Regions from separate parts of the Gossypium hirsutum genome. Here regions 1, 2 and 4 are each linked to region 3. A link is a contact called in public Hi-C data. All regions are on one chromosome and are shown on one strand. Each heading gives the region's core, a stretch centred on a gene start, on an enhancer-like site or on the middle of the called end of the contact. The rest is flanking DNA. Distances are from core to core; before and after follow the strand shown.

Region 1 (2,764 bases), core at 49-2,548, 190 kb before region 3:
AACACTCAATCCCAAATTCAAATTAACCCAAAGTTAGATCAAAACTTTAATTTGACCCTTAATTTAAATTTCAAGAATTTATATTAATGCCTAAAATTTTGAATCCTCATTTAATTAAAAATTAATTTAGATTCAAAACAAATTAAAATGGTTGATTTAGCACAAAAAATCTACATAAACCCTTCTTCTCATAAATGTAAAGTTGAATAGATTAAACATCTACATTTTACAATAATTAAAAAGGAGTACAAGTTTATGATTCTCTAAGCAACGTTTGATTTTTTTTAATAAATTAGAAGTAAAGATTTCATTTTATCACAAAAATCTTGAAACACAATATAGAAAATCCAAGAAAACTTGGACATAACAATCAAGAGAACACCCTATATGGAAAAACAAGTCTCATTTATGGAAATAGCACAATCTCACATATTAAAAAAAATAAGGTTGTGAATTGTTTATGTAATAACCAATTTTTACCCGGGCATTTTAAAACCAGATTTAAATAATAAAAATGTCCAGTTACAAAGGCCCAATGTGGCCCAACTCATTTTAACCCAAACTACCCAAATTAGCCTAGCCCTAAACCTAAACCCAGCAAACCGATTCAGCACAAAAGGCCCAATATCATAATGCACTGTGGCAAACCCTAGTAGCCTCCACGCACACCAGTTAGCCTCTATACGTGCCACGCCGCAGCCACCCAGGGCATTCGTCCTCACGTGCCGAGCCTCTGCCAGCGTGCGCGCCTTCGCACATACGCCACCACTGCTCGTTTTGCCTCCGTACACGCCACGTCGGCCTCTGCCCTCGTACCTGCAAAATACACAAGAAAACAAGCAGAGAAAGATAGCAGAATAGGGGCAACATAGGGGATTTGGGGGGGGAGCATTTTATTTTATTTTTTTCTTTTCATTTCATTTTTGTAAAGGGGGGCCATAAAAAGGCCACTCGAATGCTGTAAACGGGGGCATATAAAAAATATACAAAAAAATACAAAGAAAAAACAGACACTGATTGTAAAAAAAATATTCAAAGAAATCAAAGAGAAAGGTGATTTCTGAGTTCTTCTTTTTCCTTTTATTATGAGCACTTTGTTTTTTTGCTTAAGATTCAAAAAGGGGGTGTTTAGTAAAGAAAGAAACAGTAGCACTAAAAAGGGGGAAATACCTCGCCATTGAGTCCGTGCTCTCTCTGTCACCGTCGGAGCCTGAGCAGGGATTCAGAGATCCATTTTTTTATATTTCTGTTTTGAAAATGAAAAGAGGGCCGCTGGTTAGGGTAATAGAGCATTTATGTGCGTTGAAAAGCGACACCGTTTAAGACTGAGATCCGTACGGTGACCCGACCCGAGGGTAGGATCCGCGCACCTGGGTTTATCGGTCTATTTACGCGACAAGTCCCTTTTCTTTTGCGTTCGCTTCAATTTGATTTTATTTAATCTTTAATTTGGTACTGTGTATTTAGTCCCGGTTCCATATAGATCCGAGTTTGAACGGCACTGTTTTGAGTATTCAAATCATGCTGGAGAAGATTTTTGCGTTAAATTGCTTTAATAACCCCTTCGATGTTAAATAGTTTCCAACTCAATCATCTACACAGTCGTTCCAAATCAACTCTTAAAATTTTGTTTGGTTTCGAATAGATCCATCCCTTTTAAATTAGTCAGTTTATCGTTATTGATTTCATTTAGTGTTATTATGATTATTTGTTTTCATATACATCAGCTAATTTTTTTTATATATCATTCCATGAATTCATTACCTATTTTTATAAATATTTTATATATGTTTTAATCCCTATCTCAGCCCAATTTATACACGTTTTCTCCGTTCATGTACGTATGGATATATACCATTAGTCTCAAAATCTCTCCATAACATTATCTTATATTTTATATATGTATAAATAATGCACTCTTAATACATGTATTTATATATAATAACATATTATTAATTACAAATGTTTTGTCATGCACGAAAGCCTTGTTTTTTTTTTATTTGCTATTTTATTTTACTTATTTTTTTATTGCCATATATATTGTTATTTACATTAGGTTTTATTCATACAAATCAAAATGTTGGTATTAATTTTAGTTATTCACTTCTATTTTATTTTTTATTTATTTCTTATTTTTGCAAATTTTCCATTAAAATTCATTTAAGTACTGTTTATTTTAACATTATTATCAAATTTTCCTTTTAAAATTTTCATTTTTTTCTCATTATCATTTTTCTGGCTACCATGAGAGTTTTTAAGAAAGAAAAATTAGTTGCTCATTTATTAGATACTTGAGTATCAATATTGATGTTTGTATAATATGATTTTTGCCTATTACTTGCTTGATTGCTTCTAGCTTAAGCTTAGATTGTTTTTATACATTGCCATTCAATTATATTGTTTGTGAAGATTGGTTCTCATTAAAGCATTATGATCATTTTATGTCCAAATTCTTTTAAAAAAAAACGGAAGCTTGATATTCGAAAGTTCACGAGAGAATTGTGCCCTAACTCACTTGGCTTCAATTCTTCTCAATGAATTTAGATCATCAAGTTTCCATTTTATTAAACCATACCATTATCAATATAAAGTTTTTCGGGATTTCAAAATATTGAACCCTAACTCACTGGATCCGATAATTTTGCTATTCTGAATTAAGGATTTTCTTTATAAAGGCAATATGCGATGTTTAGGAATTTCGGGAAATTAAACCCTAACTTACTGGGTCTTAATTTACCGTTGGACCCAAATAATCGGATATCCT
Region 2 (2,789 bases), core at 77-2,576, 200 kb after region 3:
AGACATTGTTTTTCAAAACTCATTTTCAATTAAACAAATAAAACCTAAATTACTGATAAGTTATCATATTTGTATAATAGATTCTGGAATTTTGAAGTACAAAAAATATTATCTTGGGATGCTCATATTGAAACCCCCGAAAAGAAATTTTTGATTGGGAGCAAGGAAATCAATTAAGTGTTCTATTTTACAAATTTCAGCAAATTGGCTTTTTTTTTTTTTAATTTGAATGAAAAGGTTGCACTGAATTTCATAAGATGAGAAACGAGAAAACAACATGACAGCATGTGAGTGGTATGGGGGCGTAGCGTATGATAAACCAACAAGTTGGAATATTAGACCAGATTCTAGGTTTATACATTTTGCAACTTGCAACTATATCTGTTTCTATTATCTTGACTTAAATAGATAGACGGATTTAAACTATATTTTTCTAATATTTTATTTTTAATATTGTATTAAAAAATATAATTGTGTAACTCTTTTCTACTCCAATATTAATTAGGGTGAATTATACTAAGATAGATTAAACTATTAGTAAATTTACATTTTGGTCATTTAATTTTTAAAATTATAAAATAATCATTAAATTATTTGAAAGTTTTTTTTAATCACTAAATTATTCAAAAAAAAATTATTTAAATTATCAGGTTGTTAAGGTTTTTTTTTTAAAGTTTAGCTAACAAGTTCCATGATTTGATGATTGGTACGATTGATTAGTACTCATCAATAAGTAAAAGATGATATCTTAGATTCAAGTCGAAAGTTGTTTGAATTTTAGTTAACAAATGTGATGTTCAAAATTATTTTATAAAAAAAATTGAATCGTAAAAAGAAGAAAAAGAAAACTTTCAATTAATGTGAATGATAGAAGTAACTGGTTTACTAGTAAAAAAGCGAAAATGTAGATGGACTTCCTGCTCTTGAAAATAGCAAAAGAGTTGAGAATGCTTTTCCTTTTATTTTCTTTTCCATCTCAGATTCCAATTCTACTGAACATTTTAGGTTGGAATCTGACTGGTAGATGAAGAGTAAAGGAAACCCCTTCCTCTAAGTAAAAGGATAATTTTTCACCCTTAAATATATATTTAAAAATAAATTTAATTTTCCGATAGTGTGCTTTATCCAAGTTCCAAAGGACTCGGCTGCCCCTTCGCTCTTTTATTCCTTTTTCTCATACAATATACATTGAAGGATCCAACAACACCGAAAGCCTCTTCTTTTTCAAATATAATTATCCAACCGTCATTCATGTTCTACCCTTTTGAATTATTAAACCATTTCCATCGTCTTTATAAACCCCCTCAACCTCTCTTCTTTTCTTCATCAATTCAATTTCCTCAACCCTTTCTCTCCAGCGACCCTTCTCAAATCTCCCATGGAATTAACCCTTCTTTTCCCCCTTTTCTTCTTCACCTTATCTTCTGCTACATACATATCCACTCTAACCTTAAACCAAAACCATCCATCATCATCATCAAGCTGGAGAAGCGATGATGAAGTGATGGGGTTGTACAAATCTTGGGTCATCCAACATGGCAAAGCTTACAATGGCATCGGTGAAGAAGAGAAAAGGTTCGAAATCTTTAAGGATAACTTGAGATTCATTGATGAACATAACTCTAACAACAACACTACATATAAGCTTGGGTTGAACAAGTTTGCTGATTTAACCAACCAAGAGTACCGAGCCAAGTTCTTGGGCACCAGGACTGACCCTAGACGTCGACTCATGAAGTCCAAGATCCCCAGCTCACGTTACGCTCACCGTGCCGGCGATAACTTGCCGGATTCAGTAGACTGGAGAGATCATGGAGCTGTTAGTCCGGTCAAGGATCAAGGATCTTGTGGTGAGTGAATTTTTATGTAATTTCTAACTTCAAAATGAAAATAATTATATCCATGCACTTCTTTTTTTTAATTATTGAAGTATCCTAATCTAACATCAAATAAGAATATGAGATTACTTGTGACTTAAGGCTTCATGCTAATTTCATGATCCGTCCAAAAAACAAATTCATGATTTCTTTTCATTCTTTAATTTTCCTTTATCCTCTTATCAAAAACCGGACTACGGATTGGCGGCAGAATGGTAGTTATGAAAATGGAACGGTAGTTTGGTAGTTGGGGCTTTTTAAGTCACATTAAAACATTAGATTTTTTTTTACATTTACTTTTTACAGGGAAAATTATCATACGTTATCTATTATAAATACACATTAGATTTATGAAATGTGAATAAAAAAATAATGTGATAAATATATTTATTAAAATTTTATAAAATATAATTGATATTTTACTTACAACGATCATGTATTGTGTTTCAGGTTTAAATCTTATTTTTATTTATTGTATAAAAGGATAAAAACACCCACATAATATATAACTTAAGGAATTTTAATAATTTCATAAAGGAGTTGGTGTATCAACTGATAAAACAATTAAAATTAGTGTATATATAAATTTCACAAATAAAGCTAAAAACCAATTAAAAAGCTAAAATACTAAGGATTTTGCTACTTTATTTAGAGGAGTCTTCATACTTCCATTACATACAAATGAACTCATAAACTTTAATTTTAGTAAATAAGTGCTTAATGGATCTGAATAAGCTTTTAGTTTTTTTTTTATACTTACTTTAATAAATTAAGTGCAAATAAAGGAATAATGACTACCAAAAATACAAAAAATTGGTTACAAAATCTCAATTTAACCCCGCCCTGTTATCATCTATTTTTTTCTCTTCGATCAGGAAGTTGTTGGGCATTCTCAACAATTGCAACAGTGGA
Region 3 (2,726 bases), core at 148-2,647:
CACTCTCCCCGAAGAACAGGAGTGACACCAAAGTAATTATATATCTTTTTTACTGAATCACAGTGAAGAGGCTTCCTATATAAGCACAACCAAATTAATAATAAAAAAAAACCCTGTAAATGAAGTATAGAAATTAGAGGTTAGAGCCAAATATACAATTATCCTTTTTCTTTTTCTCCAGTGGTCAAATTTTTTACCACCGTCAAATCCCACCAATGAAAGAAAAACTGCCTAAATAGAAAAACCAAAAAGATTTTTCATTACGACTAATAATTAATACAAAAGGTTTCATCATTTTTTCAGCGTAACCTAGACTTACCTCCACTACAGTGTGCATGATAGGAATTGCCCCCGGTGCATTTTAGCAACCACCTCCCTTTTCCCCTTCCTTTTTTCCCTCGGGGTAGCCGCCAAAAGAGACGGAACAAAAATTACATCATAAAAGTTGGAGGGTCATGATTCAATCAATTTTTTTTTAACTTCCTATTTCCTTTCCCATTCACCATCTGAATCTTCCGGGTCGGGCATCTTGTTCAAGTCAACCCGATGTAAAAAACCGCCTGTACTTGGCTTCAACTCTTCGTCATAACCATGATTATAATTATGACCACGATGATTATGATGGTGGTGGTGGTGGTGAGCTGCCTCAAGAGCATCAACTCTAGCACCAACTTCAATAGCTTTTTTCCTTATAGTAGCCGCTGACAAATCCCCACCGAGAGAGCCGCCACCGGCGCTGCCAACTCTCTCTCCCGCCAAAAGGTCAGGAAAGTTCAACCTCGCCGACGGTCCACGCAGGTAAAAAACCGCCGTGTCATAAGCTCGAGCCGCCGCAACAGGTGTTGAATAAGACCCTAACCAAATCCTCGACCGTTTATTGGGTTCCCTAATCTCAGCCACCCATTTCCCCCACTTCCTCATCCTTATCCCTTTGTAAGGCCTCTCCGCCGTGGACTTCCTCGAACTCTCCCTTGAAGCAACAACTCCTGTTCCATTCTCCATGCCTTGCAAATTATTGGAGAAATCCTATGTTCCTCAACTCTGGGTTGTGTAGTCGGGAGGCTTGGGTTTTTATTAGAACAGGGGAAGAAAGCTGGAACTATGAAGGGGGAGGAGAAGAATGGAGAGTTGGAGATGACATAGTTAGTTTGGTTGTGTCGTGTTTGAAATGTAATGTTTTTCCGACACAACAAAGTTATATGTTAGAACAAACAAAGAAAGGCAGAGAGAAAGAGAAGGAAAAAAAACTATAAAAGAGAAGATCCAAATTCACCGACACAAATCTATGTGGAGTAAGGGAATTTTGTTATAAATACAACATACACAATATTATTATTCTTAGTAATTGTTATAACTGGGGGAAAAAGGGAAACGGGGCGTGGACTTGGATGCTTTAAAGCATGGCATGTTGGGGTTGTCATTGGCATATAAATATGAATTTTATTGTCTTCCATCTTCTTTTATTATCTTTGATTTCAAACTTATTTTACACCTAATTTATTGTTTAAATATTAGTTTATGATTTTGTTTTCTTATTGCGATGCTTTCAAAATAGAATTTATTAATCTCATTTCTTTCATATTAAAATAGAGAGATGAAACCGGTGTCCTTAGGTGTTTGTTTAGCTAAGATTTCACACTACAGTATACTTTAATCATTAATTAAAGAATACATAAAAAAAACTTGATCACGCAAACAATTAAGTGATTAGGAAGGCGGTGATGGAGGGATTGGAGGAATTGTCGTTTTGTGGGCAAGTGAAGTGAATTTCAAAGGGTTTTAAAAAGGAAATTACTTTTTCGTTTTCTCAACCTTTTTTAATTAATCAATAATTAAACTCAATTTCATGATAATGATTCTATCTTTGTTTGTTTTGCCATCTTTTTATTATAATAATTTTGTTTTTAAAGGAGTGAGTAGGCGAGCAAGAGCTAAGAGATAGGGTAGGTCGGTGTTCGGTCGGTGGATAGATACCGTTAGGAATTGACTTTCTCTCCACGCAATGGGTGGATGGGCTTTTTTGTCTTTCTACTTTTTAGTTTATAAACTTTTTTTAGCACGTTTGTTAAAATTTATAGCTTTCATTGTTAATTGGAGTTTTTTAGAATTCTGAAACATAGAAATAAATAATTGACGGGTGGAACGCGGATGTCTTGAACATACTGAACTTGTAGTTGTAATCAGTGGGTTTTTAATTTCACATTTTAACTGTTTGAAGGTGTATTTATATTTGTATTGTCAACTAAAATGTTTAATATCGAATTTTCATTTATATCAGTTTTGGTTTTAATTTTTATGCAAGCCATAAGCATTTATTGTTGGTAAAGAAGTTAAAGAAATCTCTCTACCACGGGCTGAGTTAGAGCGAGCTGTGAAGAATGTAGAGAATAAGGATCCATTACTTGTGAATAGTGATGACTTGGAAATGGAGGAGGCAATCTTTAAGGAGAAGTTTATGGCAAATGCACATGGAGACAATAAGACAGAAGGGGTTCTTGGATGATAATGAGATAGCTCTACATGAAGATGATGTGCATATCTCAACGGATGACCCTTATCTAGATATTTGCTTTTCTAAAAGAGTTCATGGTCTAACTGATCAGAGTATGCACCAAATGCTTATTGTTCGTTTTCTTGGCTGAACAATTGGGTATCGGGCACTTGAGAACATAATTAAAAGCCTTTGGGAAGTTGTTGGTGAATTCAAAATTGTCAATCTGGATAAT
Region 4 (2,700 bases), core at 113-2,612, 240 kb before region 3:
CCAAACTCAAACAACATTTTAGATTGTCCAGCAACAAGTCTATGTCTAGCCGCATTTGTAGTCACTAAGGATGCAAAATTCACAAGGTTCAGAACTGGAGTCTCCAGCAATTGAACCACCTAAAAACAACAAATTCAAATACAGAGAAAAGGCAAGATGTAAAACGAAGGAGCCTAAAACAAATACCAAATTCAAGACAAACTGATGGGACCAAAATATTTAGTTAAAGCGTACTCACAGCGACTGGCCCTTCAAGTCTAAGTAGGGGAACCTTTGGGAAAACAACTGTTCCCTCTGAAATAGCATACACTTCAACATCAGAGCAGTCTATTTCTCTTAAATAATTCAAAAAGCCTTCCTGCCATTTGCAAAGACAATGAATGAGCTAACCACTAAATATACAAGAAAAGGTCGGAAAAGAAATGATCTACAACCAGAATCTCATTACTTGAATCCTCTATAACTTAGTTTGGTTTACCTCACATGAACCAGGCAAGCTTTTATGGATAAAGGAGACCTCTTCCTCAGTTAACTTGAAATTAGCAATGAGCTTTATGCATTCTTCCAAACCAGCAAACACTGTAAATTCACCACCAAACGGGTTCTTTCGGAAATATAGATCGAACCTGAATGCACGTTTTAAATTTTAAATCAAAAGCTCAAACATTCGATCTTTCCAAATGGAAATACTTTGAATTTTTCATTTCCGAAACTAACATGGAATAATTAAAATACCAATAGTTTAAAATTTTGTTTTCTATTATTTAATGCTAAATGAACTAAATACCAACTTGAACATCATCGAATGATAAAGTCAAAAGGAAAATAAGAAAGAAAAGGAAATCTAGCGGAAACAAGAAACTATAACTAACTACCTAACTAATAACAACATAGCAACCATAATCTACATCCAAGCCGATTTTTCATAGTAGCCAAACAAAGCATAGATAAGAAAGCGAGAAAAAAAAGAGATTTTATTCAAAATGAAAAGAAATTGGAAGAGTTGGAAAGTTACACGGCTCGTTCATTGTGTTTGCCGGCTTTCCAATAAGCGTAAGCCATGGTGAACTGATAAAGATCGGTAAGAAGAGGGGTGACCATGGGATTGGTTGGGCCGTCCATGACCCGACCCGCATTTTGACTCGCTCTGGCCTCCATTGTAATAAATAAAATCCTTCCGCCCGCCTGCATTTTATAGTGGTAGAGGAGGAGAGCAAGCGTGTGGCTCACGAGAGCATAAGAAGAAAGAAGTACGAAAGTTGATGAGATGGAAATCGTATTTTGGTTTTTCTTTTTCTGTGAGAAAATTGAGGAAAATAAAAATTAATAAAAAAAACTTTGGAATTGAATTAGATTCCAGCTAAATTGAAAAGGTTTAATATTTTAATTATCTTAAAATAAATAATCAATAATAATAAAATGATTACAAGGAATTCAAAAATAGCGAAAAGTATAGCTGCTTAGTCAGCCTTTAAGAGCGTGACGTGTACAGATTGCCTTTTCTTTGTGGACCTTACAAATCTTCTCCATTTTATTGGAGCTTGGATGATTTGTCTTTTTAAAAAAAAAAAAAAAAAAAACTTTTATTAACTTCGAAATAAGTGAACTTAAATGTCATTGTTAAAAATTTATTTTATCAATTGATATTTTAACATATGATTGGAATTCTAGATTTTCTTTAAAAAAGGTTTTTTATTGTTTTCTTTTTATTTATTTACATGATGTTTTCGCTTTTTCTTTTTATAGTTTCAATTTATGAATTTAATTACAATTTCTTTTTAACTTTAAAGACTTTGGTTCAAATCGTTATAAAAGTATAACTCTATTTTGAATCATATAAATGTAAGAAATTTTTTATTTTATTTCAATGTTTCTATTAGATAAAAATAGAAATGGATAAATATTGATTTTATACATGAATTTTTTATTTAATTCAGCATACCATTAGCACAATTATCAAAATTAAAATTTTATATGACTTTGATGTACGGTTGCACCAATATGTGATTATGGAAGAATTTCCAAGAAAACACAGATTTAGAAATTTGAACACATTTTGGAATTTCCAAGATTGGAGAATTAAAGAAAATATTAAACGTCCATATTCCCTTTTTGACTTTCCTTACCAAGTTCTTTGCCTCATAAAAACGAAATTAAATAATTATAAGTTTAAATTTTGAAATATGAAAGGATAAAATAAAGTTTTATAGGTCATTCACTTATTCCATTCAATTAAATTCAATTAAGTCTCCTATTAACCATTTTTATCTTTCACCACATTCACCATTAAAATCAATTGATTTACTCTTATATTTTCTTATAAAATTTATAAAAATATTAAAAATTATATAAACTTATAAAAAATAAAAAATCATAAAAAATTTATAAATTTTATAAAATTTTATAATAAGTTCTATTAATTTATAAAATATATTTAAAATTTATAAAAAATTAGAAATTATAAAAGAAATCGTTTAAACCCCTAAAATCACAATGACCACATAACATCAAACCAATTGTTGAATAATGGGAATAGTTATCAGATTGTTAGGGTCATTTTCATGTTGAATAAAATGTTCTCGATCTTCCACAAATAAAACGATAATTGTGAGACCTTCTCCTTTTTATTGATAAATTATTTTTTAATTTTATGTTGAGTCAAACCCGAACTATGCAACGAACACGAATGAAAATCGAGGA

The links. Hi-C and Micro-C count contacts between places; a contact is called where the count stands out from the background.
Region 1: a contact with region 3 is called in a Hi-C map of leaf, with 2.3 times the contacts expected there. The contact joins the promoter of LOC121224494 here to the promoter of LOC107945403 in region 3. A contact is called at or near these places in 4 of 34 Hi-C or Micro-C datasets (leaf and seedling).
Region 2: a contact with region 3 is called in a Hi-C map of leaf, with 2.6 times the contacts expected there. The contact joins the promoter of LOC107932953 here to the promoter of LOC107945403 in region 3. A contact is called at or near these places in 3 of 34 Hi-C or Micro-C datasets (all in leaf).
Region 4: a Hi-C map of leaf shows a contact between it and region 3, with 1.7 times the contacts expected there. The contact joins the promoter of LOC107945714 here to the promoter of LOC107945403 in region 3. A contact is called at or near these places in 3 of 34 Hi-C or Micro-C datasets (all in leaf).

Annotation. Positions count from the first base shown.
Region 1 is chrD12:30,711,315-30,714,078 of Gossypium_hirsutum_v2.1, reverse strand. LOC121224494 reads right to left here and starts at 1,298. Exons shown (of 2, transcript XM_041107912.1): 1 at 1,171-1,298; 2 at 389-816. The coding sequence starts at 1,178. The coding sequence ends at 477.
Region 2 is chrD12:30,319,388-30,322,176 of Gossypium_hirsutum_v2.1, reverse strand. It overlaps LOC107932953 (cysteine proteinase COT44-like), which reads left to right and starts at 1,326. Exons shown (of 4, transcript NM_001327358.1): 1 at 1,326-1,850; 2 at 2,753-2,789. The coding sequence starts at 1,379.
Region 3 is chrD12:30,517,969-30,520,694 of Gossypium_hirsutum_v2.1, reverse strand. It overlaps LOC107945403 (ethylene-responsive transcription factor RAP2-10), which reads right to left and starts at 1,397. Exons shown (of 2, transcript XM_041107905.1): 1 at 320-1,397. The coding sequence starts at 1,002. The coding sequence ends at 484.
Region 4 is chrD12:30,762,606-30,765,305 of Gossypium_hirsutum_v2.1, reverse strand. It overlaps LOC107945714 (nicotinate phosphoribosyltransferase 2), which reads right to left and starts at 1,362. Exons shown (of 15, transcript XM_016879810.2): 1 at 1,016-1,362; 2 at 479-626; 3 at 239-358; 4 at 1-119. The coding sequence starts at 1,191.